2 separate regions of the Mus musculus genome follow, and region 2 is linked to region 1. The links are chromatin contacts, called in public Hi-C maps. All regions are on one chromosome and are shown on one strand. The core of a region is the stretch at or near the end of the contact, and the rest is flanking DNA. Distances in the headings are between cores, read along the strand shown.

Region 1 (7,033 bases), core at 853-3,352:
GAAGAGTAGGTGACAAGCCCAATATCCCTTTAAAAGATGCCTCCATGATGACTTAGCCTCTTCCCCAAAGGCCACACCTCCAAGGGCTTTCATTGTCTCCCAGAAGCGCTACAGGATGGAGGTGGGCAAACCTTAAGCACACGGACTTTCAGGGGACATTCAAAGTCCAAACCATAGCAGTGGTGATGATAGAGAAGGTAAAGGAGGCTGATGATGGTAGAGATGCTTACAGTTTTCATGGAGAGGTTGATGCTGATACAGAGGATTGTGTGGGTGACTTTTTTGTTGTTGTTGTTTTGTTTTGTCTTTTGAGGTAGGGTTTCTCTTTGTAGCTGTCCTAGAACTTGCTCTGTAGATCAGTCTGGCCTTGAGCTCAGAGACCCACCTGCCTCTGCCTCCCGAGCACTGGGATTATAAGTGTGTGCCACCACACCTGGCTTGACAGCTGTGAACTTCAACATCCTTTATATTCACATTATCTTGGCAGGGCATAAACACTAATTTCTTTTAAAATATTTTTATGTATATTCATTTATGTGTACGTAAGGGGGCATGCACATCCCACGGTGCATATGTAGAGGTCAGAGGGCTATTTGTTGGGGTTGGTTTCCTTCTACCACGTGGGGCCCAGGGATGGAACTCCAGTCATCAGGCTTGGTGGCAAGTGCTTTTATGTGCTGCACCATCTTTATGTTCTACAGACATTTGTCCCTATGTCCAGCTTCTACTGGCATGGGCTCTCTGGAAAACGCTCAGCTGTTACCACATTCAGCACTGAATGAGGCTAAGAAAACACGTGGTGTCTGCTGGCCAGAGACAGAGTTGGAACTTGACACAGACCTCCCCAGCCTAGGACTCCATCTCCTTCATCTGGAGTGTTAGCATCTTCCTGTAGACCAAAGACACCTGGGAAAGCGTGACTGTAGCCCCCTGCACTCGGGCTTGGGACCTGAACCATGTGGGGCGAGGAATAACACAGAGGTCAGAGAGTGTTCTGCAGGAAGCTCTGTGCCTTGTGTCCTCTCCTCCCTTAGTGATTTCCCAGGATCCTCTTCTGGCTTTTGTGTCTCTTTTTACTTTTTCCCCAGCTCTGAAATACAGATGCTTCCCTGAACTCTTAGTCCCCAGACTGCTCCACAGGTGCTGTGGTTCTAAGCCTCAGCCTCCAGCTTGACGGAGCATCCTGATGGCCCAACGCTGCAGTTTTGTCTCCGCCTTCTCAGAGCTCCCCTCTTGCAGTCACACTATCCTTCCCCTCCCTGATGCCACCCCCTACCTTGGAACCTTGTTCTGGAGGGACTCTCTGGCCATCACCTGAGCATTGAACCCCAGGTCCTCTGCAGCTTCAGGGCTGTCCTCATGCCCCATGCCCTCTGCATTAGCACCTGGCACTCAGTGTGATTGGTTTCTTACCCTTTGTGTTGCCCCTGTGCTCTGCTCATGACCCTATAGGGCTTCTGCCGTCTTAAGATGGTATCTGATCTCTGCCACTGGTCTCTCCATTACTCTTGGGTTTTTCATATCTTTCCCGCTGGAGTTTACAGTCTGATTCAACACCCAGACTGTGTCCTTGGCTTGGAATGACTTTCCCTTTCCTTCACGGAGAAACTCCACTCCTTCATTCTGGCCCAGGAAGGGCATCAGTCTGCAAGGTATTTGCCCAATTCTCTCTGGGGTGCCACATTCCTGCTTGCCCTTCCCTCTGTTTCTCTGATGGCTGGGACCCTCCTCTTTGCCTCTCCCCCAGGGTCTCTGTGACAGTCTGTAACAACACTAGTGATAGGGCTTTAACAACACTAGTGATGTCCCTTCCTTTTGGTGCTCCGAAGGATGCTCAGGGCACTTGCTGGGTGTAGCAGAGCTGGGATCATCATCATTCAACAAGCATGTGTTGTGAGCCTCTGTCTCCAGCCAAGTGTGCAAGCCCAAAGCCTGCAGGCAAATGGCAGGAGGGTGGTGGGCTAACACACTGCTGGGGACTCTGCACCTTGGGCTTGAGTGAGTGAAGCTTGGCCAAGGGCCTGCAACCCCAGCTGCTCAGGGCAGGGCACACAGGCTGCTCTGCTGCTGCACTGAGGTGTCATGGACACCAGAGGGCTTGGCAAGAGTCAAGTCTCAGCCTGTTGGCAGCAACCACTGTTGAGAGGAGCACGCGGCTCTCTCTGTGTGAGCCCAGGTCTGTGGGGACAGGAGAGGGAGCTGCTGAGCAGCTCCCGGGGTGCCTGCTTTCTCTCATCAAAGGCTCAGCTGGGTAGCAAGGGCACAGGGACTAAGATGGAGGCTGGCTGGGTGAAGCCAGCATCAGTATTAGGCAACAGCCCCAGATCCCTTTGTTTCTATGCTCCTTCCAAAGTGGCAAAAGATCAAGGCCCCAAGCTTGAAATAACAAAAGGGAAATCGCTTGCAGACTGTGCATCTGGAGGCCAGAAGGACTGCGAGAGCTGTGCACAGAGGGATGGGGGAGGGGCAGGGTCTGGACCTGATTCATAAACTTTCCTGAGCTCCCATGGCCTGGCAGTATGGGCCGAGGTTGGCCCGGTATAGCTCCTTCCACTCGCAGTGGGGCACGGTTGCAACACCTTGCCCCTGGGCTTTGGGATCCTGTTGTTGGCTGGGTCTGTGTGCAGTGTCATTGTCAACCTCCCCAGGTCCCAAATGCTTGATTTGGGTCACATCCTGGGGCTGAGGTTAATGAAGATCTACTGCAGATCTCTGCAGCCTAGCTGGTGACATGTATAGACACCTGTCCATGATTACCAGGGGCCTGAGGAAAGCCAGTTTATAGAGCCCTGTGGGCTTGCCTTGCTGACAGACAATAGGGCTTCCTCCTGGGGCAAGGGTGTTATACACAGGGCACCACACCTGGGCCCTGAGTCAGAGTGTGGGCCTCATAAGGACTGACTTCAGTGAACTTAGCCCACCTGCTAGTTTGTCCTGGGGTTAGGACTTTCAGAGGACTTTACCCAGCATCAGGGCTGAAGCATTCTCTGCAGAAGTGGGGAGAGCTGGGGTTTCTTGTCTATACGCCATAGTTTGGATCACTCAGAAGTCAGCCAGCATGACTATGGAGGACATCCAGGTGGCAGCTGACACTCACACATTGCTGTCACTGACAAGAGACTTGGCTTCCAGGCCTGGCACACCTGGTTCCATCCCATGCTTGGCCCAGGTGGGTTTTCTGTCCTTGTCAGAAACAGCTGGGGTTGGGAGCTGATGAATGGGTTGTCTGAGGTCACACAGCTGGCCAATAAGAGCTTCGAATCTAAGCCTCCTGACAACCAACTGTGGCACTTTCCAGAATCCTTGTCTCCTGAGACCTCAAGCAGTCCAAGCCCTTTCTCAGAAAGCCATCTTTCTAAAATGCTGTTTGGGTCCCATCACTTTGCACTTTAAAAGCTGGCAGTAGCCCTGGTCTTTAGAGGTTCTTTTGGAGACTGGGTGACAGTCGACCAGGGTTCTGTAGAAGTTCATGGATCAGCCCTCAGTGAGACATGGCAGAGGCAGGCTGTTCATTGGCCATGTGTGTCTTGTCAGCTGTCCGGGGTCCTGGGTGTGTCTCCTTAGGGCTCAGGCACTGGGTGGACCCTGATTGTACGATATTCTAGCCAGACCACCAGTAGGAGGCGCTGCTGTGGGGGTGAGGGTGGGTGGGTGGGTGGAGAGAGGTGGGGCTTCTCTGACGCTGTTTCAACTATTGCTGGTGAGGATAAGACTGGGCAGGATAAAGCTGCAAGTCAGGCAAGTGGAGGGAGCACTTGCTGAGATTTCTAGGGACACCTGTTTCAGACCCAGACTGCATCCTGCCTCCCTCCCTTAGGTTGGATCTGGCATTCTGAGGCCTCCTTAAGCCTCTATTTTCAGAGCTTTGGGAAGTAGAGCCTCATTTCCTGGTTTATTTTCTCATTTTAGCGGGATTTGCATCAGGGGTTATACACTCCTTAGTCTGCCACAGTGAAACAGAAGTCAACTGACTGTTAATGTCAGGGGAAAGATGCAGTGTAAGTGAGCACCCGTTCAGATGCATTTACACAGTGACTTTTTTAATGGCAAGACAGTGAGGCTGAGTCCGTCTGCTCTGTGGTTCCTGTTGATGCTTGCACGACGGACTTTCTCACTGCAGCAGGGAGAGCCAGGGGGTTAGCAAGAGAGCGGGTGCATCTGATCTGGGAAAGTGGAGCTCTCTGTACAGCAATGGGCACTGGCTTGGGGCTTCCTGTGCAGTAGTTGACTGTAGTGGCATTTGCCCTTCCCCTGCCCAGCATCCTTGGTGGACCATGGTCAGAATCTGGTCAGGGCCTGGAGCTGGGCTGGGGTTTTCCAGTGTAATGTCCCCAGTGTTGCTGTGGCTGGAAGGATATTGTTTCTTGGTCTGGTGCTTGGATTCCTAGGTGCTGATGGTGACGGGCTTCTGCCTAAGATGTAGAGGCTTCCCTCCCACAATGCTCATCTTCTCTCCAGTCTTGTTCCTTATATGGGGTTGGCCTTTCTCAGGAACCCTTTGTTCCCCGTGAGTCCTGACGCTTGGTGTTTGCTTGTCGTAGGCTTCCAGACCTTCTGGAACACACTGATTTGGAACAAGCTTCCTATCCATCGGGATAATGGAATGACCAGACAAAACCTCCTTCAGATGTGCTGACCCTCTCAGCATCTCAAATCCAATGAATGCAGCCATCAAGGAAGCACAGTTCACAGGGGCTGGCATGGATGGGGATACACGCTTGCCTAAAGGTTAACGTTCCTCTGCCATTCCACACCTATAGCAGCCAGCAGAGTAAAGTCTAAGAAAGGCAGACTGAGGAATTCCGGAGGGGTATGTGGGGAAATGTTTTCATCCTTTTTTTTTTTTTTAAATATAGAATAGAGCTTATTCAGGGCATGGGGAGGGGAGTTAAGAGTTAAGAGGCTAGTAGAGGCAGAGAAAGGCAGAGAGAGGGAGAGAGTAGAAAAGTAGAGGTTGGCCATGAACTCGTGGAGAGAGGGGGAAGAGAATCAGAAAGGGAGGGGGGAAGGGAAGAGCCCAAGAGGCAAGAGAGAAACAAGGGAGCAAGAGTAAGAGCTGTTTTCGTCTTCTTGAGGAGCAGAAGATATTTTGATATCTTGGGCCTTGCTTCTGGCCCAGAAGCAGTTGATATTAGGAATGAACCAAAACATGGGATCTCAGAGCTTACTTTGAGTTAGGTCTATTTCTTGTGCTGTGTGCTCCATGCAGGGAAGCACAGACTCTATGTAGACACACAGGGCCCCACATTGACTGAATCTCTACTGTTTATGATGGCCCAGTTGGGGAAGAGACATGTGGAGGGTCACATGCTAACTTTCTTATGTCTTGACTCCTATAGAATCTGTATCTCTTCCACCCATTGGTTAGAACTAGAACTGGTCATGTAACTCAACTGTATGGCAAGGGGATGGGGCAATGTAGGAATCCAGTTGAAAATTTATGAACACTATAGTTCCTATTACAAATTCTATGTCAGGGCACTAAAACACATAAAAGTAAGATGGAATGAATGGCTTTCTTGGAAGTGTAAATCAGCATAACTGACCTGAGTTGCAAATTAAGATGCAGAAGGAACTATGGGGGAAGAGTAAAAATCGTGTACCTGTGAGGACTGGATCACCTGGAACACCTCATGGTATTCTTGGATGGATTCTCTCTCTCTCTCTCTCTCTCTCTCTCTCTCTCTCTGTGTGTGTGTGTGTGTGTGTGTGTGTGTGTGTGTGTGTGTGTGTGTGATACCCAGCTCTAGAGGTCAGGGAGGGGTAGTACTGTAGGGAAGGCATGATACCCTGTGCTGTTCTCCAGGTCTATCAAATCTAGTAAACATATACTCAGTTCTGGTCCTTCTGGCCAGGAATCTCATTCCCTGGGATTGTCTTCTTAACACAAGAATGCAACAGGGAGGAGGCAATGCCTCACTCAGGAAGTAGGGTGCTGTTACAGTGGGGGAAAGACATGCCTGCAAACCAAGAGGAACCCCCAATGGCCACCAGACTGTGGAAACTGTTGGAGAATGTGACAAAGAGCCACAATCAGCTCATTTGTCATTGTAAGAGGCTGAGGGCATCGCAGGACAATAGATGTTATGATTTAGGCCTGGCAAGTGCATGCCAGTGGTCCCAGGTACTTGAGAGACTGAGGCAGGAGGATTGCAAAGCCATCCTGGGCTACATAGCAAATCAATCGCTGTCACACCGTCTTTAAAAAGGAAGTAAATGCTATGTAGGAACAAATATCTTTAGTTCCAGAGTTTATGATCAGGAGTCCATTACTACGTGTATTGGGCAGGGGGGTGGCATGGCCATATTTGTTTACATAATCACAGTGTTGAAGAAGCTCACCTTCATAGCAGGGGTCCTCGGCCCTGAGCCTAGTAGCCATGTCTGACTATGTGGGAGTAGAGAGGTGACTTAAGCATCTTCCAGATACAGAAATAGACAGAACGACATCTTAAAGGGGCAGGTGAGGTCAGCCTGCCAGGGAATCTGGAGCAAATGGTGTGTCACAGGATCTAGACTGACAGAGAGCAGAGAGCAGAGGTTTGAAGAGTAAGAGGTGCATTTCAGCTCTTCTTTAGAGGGGCCGGCAGCATCTTCTTTAACACCAGTCTCAGAAGGGCCTGGCTGGTAGACAGGTCTCTCTCTTGGAGCTTGCTGTTAGCTAGGCTTATACAGAAGCCCTGGGATCTTCATGATGAAACACACTCCTCACTTCCTCCCATGTTTCTGTTCTCAGAGGCTCCACCACCTCTGTACTATTCTACCAAAAGCAGAGAGAGATGACATCTAAAAATAAGTCTCCATCGAGCTGGTTGACTGGGGATAACAGAAAGGCCTGGAGAGGCGGGCAGGTGACCGTGGAGACTGATCTATGTCAATTCAGTCAGCAGCAACTGGGAACCAGAGGCTGTCCACGAGTTCTGTGCTGGAGTGGCTAAACACACGGCCACTTCTTGTTTGTCTGGAGACCTAGCTGTCTGCAAAACACGGTGGGGGCCCACAGCAAAGAGCATTCCAAATGCACGCGGTGCCT
Region 2 (6,811 bases), core at 782-3,281, 310 kb after region 1:
ATCTGAGAGGGCACAGTGGGGCTCCCTGGGGAATGTTTTACTGGGAGTCAAGCTAATCTTGAGCGCTGCCTGACAGATATTGTTAGAGGCCAGGGTCCAGTCAGGGTGGCTTTCAGATGGTGTGTCTGTTCAAGTGGGGAGAGGGATTCACCATGGCACCTATGCAGACTCACGAGTGACCAGCAGTCAGCCCGTTTCACCATCTGGTACTAAGATTCCCCGATGATGCAGACCAGGAACTGCAGGTGTGATGCGTGCCACTGGGCCAGACTGAGGGTGGGTTCTCACAAACATGGTGCTGGGCTGAACTCCCCGGTGGAAGAAACCTGTGGCCATCTTGCTGCAAGTCAGGACTTACCCACAGAGGCATTGCTTGACCAGGGACAGACTCTGGAGCAGACAGGGGCTAATCCAGGCACTCGGGAGGAATGGCCTTTGTGCAGAAGACCTCTCTTGTCCTCCTGATGAGGAAGGTTCTTGCAGACCCTGTGCAACCCACGCCAGATCTCTTTGCCTGCTCTAGTGGTGGGTGGCTCAGCTGCCTCTGGGTTCAGAATGACCTTTCTTCCCACTTCCCGTGTGGGAGTGCTCGTCCCGGCCAACGCGCATCGGTTATCTTGAATCATTGTAATCTGCTCACTGAAGCATTTCCACCTGTGGGATTTGGATGATCCATAAAAGAGACAGAACTCCCCGCTGAACGAAGGAGAGCTATGCATTCGGAACTTGACTTATGGTCACAAACCCAAACGTGTATAATTTTTCTGCTAAGATTGGGGATGAGGGAGGATTACATGTGACCTCGGGTCTGCTTCATTTTCCTTCTCAGAAACCAGACATTTATATGGCTGATTTTAAAGTCGCTCTTAGAAAATGGGAAAGCTGCATGCATGTATATAAAGCTTCAATGAAAAGCAGAAAAGGTGGGGAGGGGGACTCGTTTGAATTTTCAGGGATAGTTGTTCAACTATATCTATACAAACACATATTATATGGTCATGAAAAGTCATAAGCACATGGACATGATAGACATCGGTACCGTGAAGTGTGTTCAGATCAGCACGTGACTTACAGTAGGAACACGCAGCAAATGCCATACTCTGAGCACAGGGCAATGAGTCAAGCTCAGCGCTTACAGCTGCCAGTCACAGGATGCTTTGTTAAGATGGTGAGGTTCTGAGGAAATCTTATTATTAATGCTTTAAAGTTACTTTAGTACCCAATAAGTAGATGTATTTTTTTTAATTAAGTAACTAGATAACTCTTGTCAAATCTCTCTTGCTTCTGAGTTCATAAGAAGGCTCTGGGCTGTTTTCGTCGAGGCCCAGCCTCTCCAGCATCCTCCACAGGATGCTAGGAAGTAGGTGAGGCCCTGCATCACAGGGTCCTTGCTGTATTGGCTGTCAGTCAGCCCAGCTGTGAAGCCCTGGGAGTGGACATCATCGGCAGTAGGATATACTTCCTGTCTCAGCTGAGCAGTGGCTGCCTGCCCCACAGCCTGGGGGCTTCAGTCTTGTTTGTTGAGTGTCACAGGTTCTAAGTCTGCACCTGAACTGACAGTCCTGTGGGAGAGAGAGGGCATGTGGCATGGTGGCCACCCCTGGCCATTGCAGTTTTGGTCAAGGCTCCTTTTAAAGAAATGTTTCTGCCACTGGGAAGAGTGATTTTTGAAACCTGATGCATGGGCATAGAATCAACGGGAGTTGCAATCTTGCTGGGATACCTTAGCTGGGACACTGTGGCTCGCAACTTTGTTGCTTTTGAAGGCTGAGAAGGGAGGAGGTAGGTGCTGCCTGCAAGGACTTGTGTAGGAAAGCACTGTGAAGTTCAGCTGGAGACGCTGGGAAGGGGCAGCGGTTTAGACAGGATGCCAGGTCTGTGGGTGGTAACAGACCTCCCAAAGCCTGGGCTACCGGCAGTACCTGCTAACACCTTGAGGGCAGGGTGGTGCTGGACAGGACTGGAGGTGGGGTGTGGGTAAAGAAGAGGCTCCTTCCTTCAGCCTTCTAGCCCTGCCCCCTGGCCGCAGGCCTGTGTTACCATGTCAACCAGGGAAACAAGTGTTTGAGAGGGTGACCACCCAGGACTTGGGGCTGAGTAGGGTGTGTGCCATTGTTAGGTGACATCAGTGAGAGGTCTTGTCTTCCTTAAAGAAAAACAAACCTAGGAGGGACAGAAGGGCAGTGCTCAGAGCACAGCTGACAGAGACCAGGAGGACGAAGGAGAGACCAGCCCTGCTTGTCCTCCATCCTTGGCATGCAGCTGCTGTATGCTCCCAAACTGACAGATTTTTTAAAAGTCATGTTACATTTCTTTACACCCACTTCCTCCCCACAGACACCCCTTCTTCTCTGCACAGTGAGCATCCTAGGTTAGCAGGCTGACTCCCCTCGGCCTTCCTCTGCACCAAGAGTCCAGTGCATTGTCTGCATTTGCTCCATCACATCTGGTCTCTGGTGCCCTCCCTCACAAATCCCCCATCCCTGGTCTCCAAGGAGGAGATTTGGCCTACATCTCCATAGCTGCTTTTCACAAGGATGTCAGAAATCTGGCTGGAAGTCCTAGAACCCTCCCCCGCCCCGCCCCTGCCTACACTAACATTCCATCACATCCCAAACATCTGGCTGCATCTGCATTGCTGAGCGAGTTGCCACAGCCCACATTGCATGCGGGCATGGGGACCTTTAGACAGAGGGAGGGTCTCACCACTGGCCTGTGGCTCAGATCTGAGGTCAGAAGGCATGCTGTCCCACAGACTCCTCCTCCTGTAAGAATCTCACAAGATTGTCCTCAGAGTGAAACTCCAGAGCAGTGGATGTGGCCCTGGGACCTGTTAGCCCCTCCAGGTCCTCATGGGGGCGGGGGTGGGTGGGTGTCTCATCCTTGGAGTCTGAGCCAAGGCTTGGCCCTGTGGACTCCAGAGCAGCTCAGGTACCCAGGGCAGGCCTTAAAAAATACATAAAGGGCTTGGTAGATGGTTTAACTGGTAAAGTGCTTGCCTTACAAGCATGAAGAATGCATGGGAGTTCCATCTTAGAGATAATGCAAAGGCATTTGTAACCTTAGAACCGGAGGCAGAGAGAAGCAGAGATCCCGTGTTCACTGGCCAGCCAGCCTAGCTTCCAGTGACACCCCCTCCGCCCCCAGGGAGACACCTGAAGATGACTCCTGCACATACACAAGTGGGTGATGCATCCTGTGTTTTTGACACGTGCAGGCAAAATTGGGGTGAATTTGAGAGTGAAGATACAAAGCAACCCTGGGCAGTGAGGCCACCTCTGAAGGTCAGAGGAAATGGTGGGGTAGAGTTCTGACAAGTCTGAGCCCGTGGTCCCTTGTCCTCTCCTAGCAAACCCCTGAAATACTGAAGTCGGGGGAGGGGTCGGGGGAGGGGGCAGATCTTTCTTGTCCTATTAGGACCTTTTGTGGCCCCTGGCTTCCAGACACACTAGCCATGCGGCCTGCTTAGATCACTCAGGACCTTTTGGACAATCCAGAGCTGACTTTTCATCACACTTTGCTGATTAAACTCTTGACCCATGGTGGGAAGCTTGCTGTCTGTGGAGCTGTGTCATCCTGCGGCCCTGACCCCATAATCCACGGGATCCATGGCAGGGACCACAAGGGGGCGCCATACCTCAGTGTTAATTTTCTAGCAGACCTCTCAGTCCCTTGGCAAGGTCTCCTGATGGGGGTGTCCTCAGGGAGGGGTCAGTTTGCATTAGAGGGCTGAGTGTCAGTGATTCACCTCTTCAGGACAGAGGACACTTTGGGCAGGAAGGAGGTGTCCATAGTTTTTGTGTGGGTGGAGGACTCGGCGAGGCCCTCTCTCAGGGAGTCCCTCTCTCAGGGAAGGTATGGGAAAATCTTGTCTTTTTCAGGTTATTCACCCTACCTCCACCCCCCATCCCAAGCTGCAAGAATCTTAAAGCAAACAAATCAGTTTCTGCAAGAGAACACAAGATGCAATATCCATGGATACAGATACATATGTGTATCCTGTGGACACACACACACACACACACACACACACTCGAAAACACAAGATACACCACCCACATATACATATACATATACATATACATATACATATACATATACATATACATATACATATACATATACATATACATATACATATACATATACATATACATATACATCATATACATATACAACATCATATACATATACAACATCATATACATATACACATACACATACACATACATATACATACTTCTGTGTCATAGATAGGCACACACACATGATTTACCACCCACAGATACACATATATACCTGTACACACACACACACACACACACACACCCCACACACACATGCACATATTCTGCTCACATCCCTCCTGCTCCTCTAAGCAGACCTCCTCTGCCAGAGCCCTGGCAGGCCCGCCCTGTCCAGTTCCCAGGTTGATTTACCGCCCAAGAGAGTGAGGAAGCCCAGACTCCCTTATGGACTATACTTCCTTGCCAGCAAAGTTCAAGGTAGGGTCAGTTCTCTTCAGCATTGGCTTTCCAGCTCCCTGCCAAGCTGGGCCACAATATCCCTTTGGGGGAAGGAGACCTCCCAAGCAGAGGGTCCAGAGGACTGAGGACGCATAAGGAGCAAGGAGATGCAGGCTGGGGTACAGAGCCCAGTGGTGCTCTCCCTTGTGTTGTGAACACCCTCCCAGATCCAGCCTCTCACACAGTGTGTCTGTAAAGGACGGTGGCTTGGTCAGGGGACCTCCAGTCCTTCTGTGCCAAGTAGGATGCTATGTATGGCCTGGGGGGCTTTGGTCCCTGTAGACATCGATGTACCAGCCTGGCAGGAACCTGATTGTATCCTCTTAGGCTGGAACTGTCTTGAGGGTAAGGACCGTACCAGGCATCCTAGTGAGAAACTGCAAGGAATATTCCGGAGGAATGGAATCCTGAGAATCACCACCAGCACAGATATCACATCAGGGTGGGTGGAGGTTGGGGGTGGGGCTGAGGGTGGGGCTGTTGGACTAGTCCAAGCCAGCACCTTTTCTTTGCAGGTCTTCCTGTTTGAATAAGTAAACTTTGTTTTTCCTTGATGCGAAGCAATATGCTGTTTCTTATTGAAACGCTAGTAGACACTCTTTTTTAGTTGTTGTTTTTGTTTTTTTTTGTTCTGTTTTCCAGACAGAGTTTCTCTGTGTAGCCCTGGCTGTCCTGAAACTCACTTTGTAGACCAGGCTGGCCTTGAACTGAGAAATCCACCTGTCTCTGTCCTGGAACTCACTTTGTAGACCAGGCTGGCCTCGAACTCAGAAATCCACCTGTCTCTGCCTCTCTAGTGCTGGGATTAAAGGCATGTGCCACCACGCCCAGCTTAGTAGACACTCTTAAACAAGCAAAACGACATTCTACACACAGCCTCACCACAGCAGCTAAGTGAGAGCCTTGGATGATGTGTTCAACCCTCAGACCTCTATTAACCGCTCTTCGGTTTTTCAAACAACGGTATTCTTACCCTGAAGCTGGACGAAAAGTTCCTTCCCTAACTCTTTCTAGTTAGAAGCAACAGGGGCAGTGAACAAACAGCCTGAAACTGTGGTGCTGCCTTTACCTCCTTGAATCGTTTATAGGGTGCAGGGGCTGCAGAGACCCCTGACTCCTCCTCTCTTGAAAATTCAGATCTCCCCAAGAGCAGTGGATATAGCCCTGAGTGGCATGGAACTTGCTATGCAGACCGTGTCAAGCTCCACCCACCCACAGAGCTCCACCCACCTCACAGAGCTTCACCCACCTCACGGAGCTCCACCCACCTCACGGAGCTCCACCCACCTTTGTTGGATGTCTGTATTCTTACTTTCTCAAAGGATTAAGGAGGTACCTAAACCGAGACTCTGGAGAGCTCACATTCAGAAAGAGAAAGAGAAGCATCCTTATCAAGGGGAAGGAGAAGGCCATTCCTTTAAAATGGAGGCTGGGTCCACAGGCTGCCATCTTCTCCCCAAACCCACTGAACCATGCAAAAATCAAGAAAACCATCATCAGCCTGTGATGGTTGCAGAAACACACGTGCTTTCTCTACCCAAGCAGTATGAGCACGGCCACTGGACAAGAGCATGGACAGGAACTCCTTGAGAGAGAACCCGCGAAGGCTGACAGCCTGCAGTTCCCAGGAGGTCACTCCGGGAGACCACAGCGGCAGCGCTCTGGTGAACACCAGGACACCTTTCTTCAGACCAGACTGTATCTTTTGAGTGTGAAGTTGATTGAGTGTTTCCCTGAGCCAAGCCCAAGGGAGCCAAGGCTCAGAGCACAAGAAGGAGCCAGGCCCACCCTGAGCTGGCTGCTGGCCTTCCATGGTTCTGTCTTTGAGCGGCTTGTCCCCTTCCTACCCTCCCCCGGCTTGTCTGCCTGGCTTCTCTTTCCAATTCTTAATTCTTCTTTTACAAGGTTATAAAAGTTTCCTAGAATGGTTGGGAATATAAAGGAGTGTAGAAAACATTTTGGGCTGGGACCATGACATGTGGGCGTGGGGAGCCATCATGGCTCCCTCACAGGCCAAGTGACTCACGCAGACCAGTGTCCCGACCACCCAGAAGCCAGGTCTCTGTCTCTGGGACAGTTCCTGATTGTTACAGGCCTCTGGGATGGCACATGTGGGACCCAGTTTTGAAGGTGGAATTCCAGGAGGCTGGGCATTCTAACTAGGGCTGCTCTGTGTTCTGGGTCTCTGCCACCATTTTCCCTCAAATGCCCTCGGGAGGCAGGTGTTCTACATGTGTATATGTCATAGATTTTGACAAGAGTAAGCCTTCAGTTCAGTGGCCCCA

The links. A called contact is a pair of places that touch in the nucleus more often than the background predicts.
Region 2: a contact with region 1 is called in a Hi-C map of uterus, with 2.2 times the contacts expected there. The contact joins two enhancer-like sites. A contact is called at or near these places in 2 of 484 Hi-C or Micro-C datasets (cerebral cortex and uterus) and 1 of 115 datasets of contacts at active chromatin or transcription factors (embryonic stem cells).

Annotation. Positions count from the first base shown.
Region 1 is chr1:91,598,724-91,605,756 of GRCm38.p6, forward strand. No RefSeq gene overlaps it. Among named protein-coding and RNA genes, the nearest start is that of Gm28380, 9.0 kb to the right of the region's middle. Within about 2 kb of position 2,103, at least 47 of the 459 cell types and tissues checked have an H3K27ac peak or open chromatin away from gene starts, as enhancers often do. A contact at or near this core is called in uterus, where this site is marked.
Region 2 is chr1:91,910,395-91,917,205 of GRCm38.p6, forward strand. No RefSeq gene overlaps it. Among named protein-coding and RNA genes, the nearest start is that of Gm46242, 34 kb to the left of the region's middle. Within about 2 kb of position 2,032, at least 33 of the 459 cell types and tissues checked have an H3K27ac peak or open chromatin away from gene starts, as enhancers often do. A contact at or near this core is called in uterus, where this site is marked.